Linked DNA regions of Sus scrofa: region 2 is linked to region 1. A link is a contact called in public Hi-C data. All regions are on one chromosome and are shown on one strand. The core of a region is the stretch at or near the end of the contact, and the rest is flanking DNA. Distances in the headings are between cores, read along the strand shown. Region 1 holds the start of PRKAA2 (protein kinase AMP-activated catalytic subunit alpha 2). Region 2 overlaps PLPP3 (phospholipid phosphatase 3).

Region 1 (3,712 bases), core at 712-3,211:
GGGTACCTTATATAACCTGGAGAGTGTACTTGTCCAGATGGCAAAGGCTTGGGTGTATAACATCAAAACACAAGAGGCCTCAGTAATGTTATAAGCGTTAATCCAATTCCTGAGTCTATAGTCATTCTAAATATATTCTCCTAACTGTCCACTCTATAAAGTCTTTCAAAACTAAAAGCCTTCACAGCTCTCACAGTACGTCAAAGAATTTTACAAATCTTTTAGGTCTTTAGATAAATACCACCCTGCCGGTGAGGCCTTGCCTGATAAACTTATTGAAAATTGCTAACCTCACAAAATTCCCTATCCTCTCTTCTCTCATTCATTTTTCTCAAGGGCACCAAATATATACATACACACATATATACATACATATACACGCATATATACATACACAAAGGAATTGTTGTCTTCCCCTACAAGAATTTATTAAAGCACCACAAAAGGAGAGATTTTAATCTGATTTTGTTTCTAGGGTATCCCCATTACCTAGAACAGTGCCTGAAACACTGTAGGCACTCAATCAGTGCGTTCTGAACAAACGAAAGGATATCAGACATGTGGAAGTAAATAAGAGCTGGTCCGTGCCACAGAAATAAACATTTAACAGCCTTAATTTAAAGTTAAAACATCAGTTTTTGAGGAAATAGAAGTTTCCATAAAATCTACAAACTACCTAACCAACATTTCTAGAGCAAAGGGGGGGGGGGAGGCAAACTACACTTACAGTAATGGATTTGCAACAATCAAAAGAGAAGTATTTTTAAATAGCCGGTTCTAGTTCGGGGGAGGGGGACAAATTAATTAAATCCATGTGACTCTTATTAACAAAAACAGGAACGTTCAATACTTAACTAGGAAGAAGTAAAAATAATTCAAAAGCAACCTGTTTTTCTACACCCCAAAATGGGACCGCATCACCAAGAACACAGACCTCAGCAGAGCACAAACGCCTTAGCAGTTCTGGCCTCAGCCCGGCATCCCCCAAGATCCAGCACCAAGGACCGCATTTTCTCTCCCGCATCCCAGAAGCCTTCCTAGGACCATTTTACACAAACCAACCAACCTTCAGACCTCCCAGCTGTAACTAACCCCGATCCAATGCAGCTGCATTCCAGCCAGGAGAAAGACCCACCCAACCGCTCGCTCGGGGAGCACCCCCTAAACTCTCAGCCCCACCAACCCAGCAAGGGAGCACGAAAGAACTCGGACGGCAGGGACCTCCCAGCTGGCCAAACTGGAGGACATTTTAGACCTACATCCCAGTGTGACCTTGAGCATGTTCCTAAACCCCTAGGGGGTCCTTGTTTTCTCGCGTTTAAGGTGAGGATAACACCTGCATCTGCCCTAAGGCTCAAAGGAGATCACCTGTGAAGGACCTAACGGGGCACCTGGCAAAAATGGAAACTCCACTACCAGGAACGCGTGTCATTCCCCACCCCTACCCGTACAGTCTCCCAGCAGGAAGGCACCTTGCCCAACAGTCCAGTCTCCCGGTGTCACAGAGCAGGGCACTGAAGTCGGGCGGGAGAAGCGTCTCGCTCCCGACTGCGAGAAAGGCGGTGGGCGGCGGCCCTGGACCCCGGGACGCTTGCGCCCCTCCCGCGTCCCCTCACCCGGCCGCTGCCGCGGGGCGAGGAAGTGACGGCTGCCCTCCCGGAGCCCCCGGGCTCCGCGCGGCCCTGGTGGGGCCGCTCCACCTGCCGCCAGGCCCCGCCGCCCGCTGCCCACCCACTGCCTGCTGGCGGCCCCGGGCTCCCGGGCTTGGCCTCCCGCGAGGCTGGCAGCCCGGAGCAACGGCCTCGGCGCGTACTCAACTCTTCACTTTGCCGAAGGTGCCGACACCCAGCGTGTCCCCCAGCACGTAGTGTCCAATCTTCACCCGCCCGTCGTGCTTCTGCTTCTCAGCCATGTTCGGCGCGCGCAGCCTCGCTCCGCCGCCGCCGCGGCGGACTCCTCAGTGCGGCCGCAGCCGCCGCCGCCGCCTACCCACAGTGCAGCGGGCCCGCGGGGGGCGGGGGCCCGGAGGCGCCGAGGGCCGGGCGGGGGGCGGGAGGGCGAGCAGGTGGGCGGGGCGGGGGCTCGAGCGGGTGGGCAGAGCGCACACCCCCGGCCAGAGCCGGCGCGGGGACGTAGGTGTGCGGAGCTGGCGGGCGCGCAGGGTGGGCCCTGGGCTGGGCGCAGGAGGCCGGGTGGAGGGAGGGTCGGAGGACTACAGGTGTGCGCGGGAGGCGGTGGCGGTCGGATGGTGCCCCGCTATCTGGGGGCGGGGCGGTGAGGAGAACCCGAAGGAGTGGAAATGAGGGTGGGATTTGGGCCGAATCTTAGCAAATGCGGAGAGATGCAAGCTGAAGGTGGAGAAGAGAAACAGGCCTGAAGTGTGAGGAAAGAGGGGTGTGAAAACCAGCTTAGGGGTCTAAGGGATCCGGGCGGGAGGCGATGGTGAACGACCTTGCTCGAAGGTCAGTCTAAGGAGAGCTACAAGGAAGTTTCTCCAGTCTCAGGTTCAGTGTTATGATACAGGTCATGACACACACACAGAACCCAATTGTGTGCTGGCTTCAGTGACCCACCTCGGTGTACTTCCTCATTCTCAATCATTTTGAGCTACAGATGGAGACCCTCCATTCTAGAGTTCTCAGTTCTCACTAATTTGGACAAAGTTCTCGGAACAATCAGACCCAAGAGTTACCTGATTGTATTTTAGCACATACCTATATAAATAGTGTATAAATAATTTGTGATGGAGCCGTACAAAAGGGAAACAGTGACGGAAATGAAGAGAGCATGGAAAGTAAGATACATAAGGGACGAAGTACTACGGTGAGCTAGGGCAATATAAAGGCACAAATTAAAGGTAAAGATTGAAGTGGGGGGAGGTGGTAAGCATTAAAAACTGCCAAGATACAGTAATATAGTAATGAAGTGGTTCTCACTTCCTCCTCTCTCCCTTCTTTGCTTCCTACTGTGTCCCAGTCTTCAAAATTTCCTCTTTCCGTGACTAAAAATTATTTGCTGATTGGGAATAAGTGTTTAAGGATTAACTGAACATTTTTAACTTTGTGCATGACAGTAGAGTTTCAAGGTCACATTCCCCAAACAGGAAATTTCATCTCACTATTTTTATGTAAAGAGAGAAATATATTTATCAGAAAGAATAAGATGTAACAGAAGTTTGTTTTCCGAGAAGTGACAAATATACCAATGGCGAGCATACATCCATTTTTGTTTAGCCATCAAGTCAATCTGATGAGAGATGATCACATCTTATAAATTATAGACATCACAGCTGTTGAACAGAGGCTATTTTTGTTCATTCTTAGGATCATCTTTCTTGCTGACCAGAAGTATTATTTAAAAAACAGTCTACCTAGCTGACGATTTGGAGAAAATAGCCAGTTATTTTTGATGCTGAACCTTCATTTGATTGATGGTCACTCCAGTATTCATTCAAGTAGAAAAAATACCTATTCTTCTTTTGCAATATAAAGTGTCTGTGTCTTGTTCTAACATCTCATTAAAAGATGTTAAAGAGTATTAGATTGCTTTCTTGAAGCTGTATGAAGACAGCCTATAAATATTTAAAAGCATTGTGCACTGTCTTAACTAGTGGTTGATAATTGCAACTTGAATTATTGTATACCTCTTAGCTATGTTCCTTACCTAGCACCTGTAAACAACCTGGTAGCTTTATTATTATGCCAAACAAGTG
Region 2 (3,572 bases), core at 901-3,400, 83 kb after region 1:
CTGGATCCTTAACCCACTGAGGAAGGCCAGGGATCGAACCTGCATCCTCATGGATGCTAGAAAAGCAGATTCGTTTCTGCTGAGCCACAATGGGAACTCGTGACCTTATTTCTCATCTCCAGTGCTGGCCTTTGCAAAATCAAGCTGATACTGCTTACCTGGAAAGGATCATTGGGAAGAATAAATGAGCTCCAGCTCCAAAGTGCCTTCAGTAGTATCCAGTTTGCAGCAGTAACTCCCACTTGCCTCTAATCCACACCGCAGCGTTGCAGATACCTCCTGCTTTGACTGAGCCAAGAGCTGCCAATCATGAATTTGGCTGATATCTGAAGGTCTACAGATGTAGCGATGTTTTCTGGAGCTGTTCTTTATAAATGAGCTCTGGAGGGCTCTGATTGGCCAGGCTACCTCCACAGACTTAAAAGGAGTGTGCCCCTCAGTTGCCTGAGCCAGGGTAGTGGGCAGGTGGTGATGCCCAGCTCTATGTAAGGATGCCATGGAAACACAGTCTTCAGTTTATTCAGAAAATGCCCTGCACTCCTTGGATAAAGGTGAAAACTCCAGCAGAAGTTCCTGCGTGGTGCAGCGGGTTAAGGATCTGGTATTGCTGCATCTGTGCAACTGTGGCTCGGGTTTGATTCCTGGCCCAGGAACTTTCACATGCCCCAGGTGTGGCTAAAAATTTTTTTTTTTAAGTGAAAAAAAAACAACTAAACTTAGGAAGGTCCATAAGACCTGTGTGGTAAGGCCTCGTTCATTTTGCATGTGAAGAAAGGAGCCCCAGGGAGCGGAAGTGCGATGATATAGTTAGTAGCAGAATGAATACTCATGGATACAACTTTTTTGTTATCAGTTATCATTGGTTAGTATTTGTTTTGTAAGGTGGACTTGGCTAGAGAACTAAACTACCCCAAACTCATTTGTGCTGTCTTCTCCGTGCTCTCAGGCCTTACTTCACTGAACACTGGCCTGGAAGTCAATTTCCTCCCCAGGATCCTGGCGGAGCTCACCCAGCTCAGTCCACAGGCGGCTCTGCTCAGTCGGTGAAACGTTGGCTAATTTACTAGAACAAAGTAGAATGACCCCAATATATCTATCTGGGCTACAACTAACTACAATCTATAGCAATCCTAGCGGTGCTTCAGTTAGAAACTCTTTTCCTCTGAGGAAGAAATTTCTTCTGGAATGAATCACTTTTTTTAGCTCTGTTTTTCCTTTTTAGCATCTTCTCAGTGTGTGTGTTTTAGGAATTAGAGGGTCTCCCTCAAACGGCTTTTCTCATTTTTCCTCAGGAGTAAAAGGTGGGAAGGAGATGAGGGTGGAACACAGAAGCAGTTTTTTTTTTTTTAGAGGGGGGCTGCTTTTTGGTTCTGGACTTTTTTTTTTTTTTTTTTGGTCTTGCTTTAAATACGTCATTGGTATTCAAATGACAGCCAGGAATCATTGAAATGCATTTACTCTGTCAGTCAATCAACTGGTATTGCGTCTGCCTCTTGGCTGCCAAGACTTGTGCTAAAGGGCGTCCTCTGTGCTCCCTGAACATTTTAGAAATGCCTCCGTGGACGTTCCTGTCACATGGCATCGAGGGGAATTGTCCCCAGCGTGTGCCTTCTTAGAGAGCAGGGACCACTACATATTAATTTCTGTAGCTCATAATTCTCTCCATGAGGAGTTTCCGCCTTCGAAGCAGCCTTTTTCTCCTTCACTTTCTCACCACCCAGTGCAATTTGGAGAACTCTGGTGGGGGGGGGGGATGCACCAAGCAAGCCTCAGATGTCTGGGAGAGACGTTTGACTTCTGCTTTAATCAGGTGTTCCGTAATGCCACTCACTCCCTGGGTACGGCTAAAATAAAAATACCGCCTCTAAGGACAGCACAGAGAGAGGAAATAAACTACAAATTAAAAAGTGATTAGTGAGTGTTTAGGCAGAAGGTCAAAGGGATTATTTTGGACTTCAAACTTTTCAGCTTTCAGGGCTTGGATTCAGTTACGAAATTACATCCCTGAATTATTTGTGCAGGTGGCAGCTGTCAGATTTGAAGAAGGTTTCTGTGCTTTACAAAAGGAACATTGACAGGGCTGGGAGTGGGGAGCCTGCTCCTGGGGAGAGGGCTGTCTTCTGCACCACGCACTGGAGTGGCTCCAGTCTTGTGCAGGTCGCGTCACCGTCCTTGTCTGAGCTGACACAGCCCTGTCCTGCTTCATCTCGCCACCTTCTTTGAGGAAACCAGTCCAGCCGGTTGATTGGCATCATGTAAACAGGCCAGAGAGTCGATTTTCAGGATTAGGAGTGCAGGGAACTAACCTTTGTTCAATACCTACCCCATGGTATTTCATCCTCTTCAAAGTGGCTGTTGGTGTCCTCTTTTTCACAACTGGGACTCAAAAAGTTCAGCAATTTGCTGAAGATCGCTCAGATTGTAAGTGGCAAAACTGGTTTGCACACCCAGGTCTGAGCTGCTTTCTTGAAATCAGCGCTCTTCTTGTTGGGAATTTTCTTCAGGGCAGCGATTCCCCAGAGGATCACAGCAAATAGATTAGTTGGGGTGGGGGTGCTGCTGAAAGGGATCCTTAGCCCTTGGGCCTGCAGGGCAGGGTGGCAGTGGCAGCTGAGTCACTGGGCAGCATCCCCTCAGTTTACCCCTTCAGAGTATTTTCTGATAGTTTCATGACGCGAAAAATCTGGGCAGCTGGTGAAGATTAAGTGTCCTAAAGATAGATCAACCCGTCCAACCACCACCCTTCTGAGACTTGAAGCTGGTTAAGTTCTCCATAAGATATTCCTGATGCAATTGTCTGCTCCTTATGAGGGCATGTGGTCCTGTGTGGCTTTGGGGGATTGTGTTAGAGAGATAGGATTTGGGATATGAGAAAGAAGAAATTAAATTCAGAAGTAACAGGGTGGGGGCAGATCTAGGGTCAAAGAGTGTACTGGGGGAAGAGCCCTATCTTCTGAATTTTAGTCCATTTTCTATACATTTGTTCAATACATGTTTGTTGAACACCCACTAAGTGTCATGAATTGCTCTTTGTGCTGGTGAATAAAATATATGGATCCTTTTCTGAAGAGACTCTCAGCTAGCAAGGACACTTACCAACAAGGAGTAATTAGAATACTAGGGGGTGTGTGTGTGGGGGGGATGTCAGCCTTCCCGTCTAGTAAATGGAGTAAATGACACCTAAGATCTCTCCAAAATTTTACCAGCATATTCCTGAAATATGCCTGACTCCATTTAGAGTAAGATTTGTAACACTCACAAATATCCAATGGATTTTATTTTTTGTTTATTTTTTTGGCTGCTCCCAGAGCATACAGAAATTCCCAGGCCAGGGATGGAACCTGTGCCACAGCAGTGACCTGAGCCGCAACAGTGACAATGCCGGATCCTTAACCCACTGAACAAGGCCAGGGATCGAACATGCATCCTCATGGATACAAATTGGATTCATTTCTGCTGCGCCACAGCAGGAACTCCAATTTGGGGATTTGAAAACATAGATGGGGGCACAGTCTTGGGTTAACATTGAGACATAGTCAAAGACACCATCACATACCGATACACATATGTAT

The links. A called contact is a pair of places that touch in the nucleus more often than the background predicts.
Region 2: a contact with region 1 is called in a Hi-C map of skeletal muscle, with 1.7 times the contacts expected there. The contact joins the enhancer-like site here to the promoter of PRKAA2 in region 1. A contact is called at or near these places in 5 of 47 Hi-C or Micro-C datasets (fetal heart ventricle, heart right ventricle, psoas muscle and 1 more) and 1 of 2 datasets of contacts at active chromatin or transcription factors (skeletal muscle).

The regions. Positions count from the first base shown.
Region 1 is chr6:155,752,283-155,755,994 of Sscrofa11.1, forward strand. It overlaps PRKAA2 (protein kinase AMP-activated catalytic subunit alpha 2), which reads right to left and starts at 1,962. Exons shown (of 9, transcript NM_214266.1): 1 at 1,819-1,962. The coding sequence starts at 1,912.
Region 2 is chr6:155,835,036-155,838,607 of Sscrofa11.1, forward strand. All of the region lies in intron 1 of PLPP3 (phospholipid phosphatase 3), which reads left to right. Among named protein-coding and RNA genes, the nearest start is that of PLPP3, 36 kb to the left of the region's middle. Within about 2 kb of position 2,151, at least 15 of the 83 cell types and tissues checked have an H3K27ac peak or open chromatin away from gene starts, as enhancers often do. A contact at or near this core is called in skeletal muscle, where this site is marked.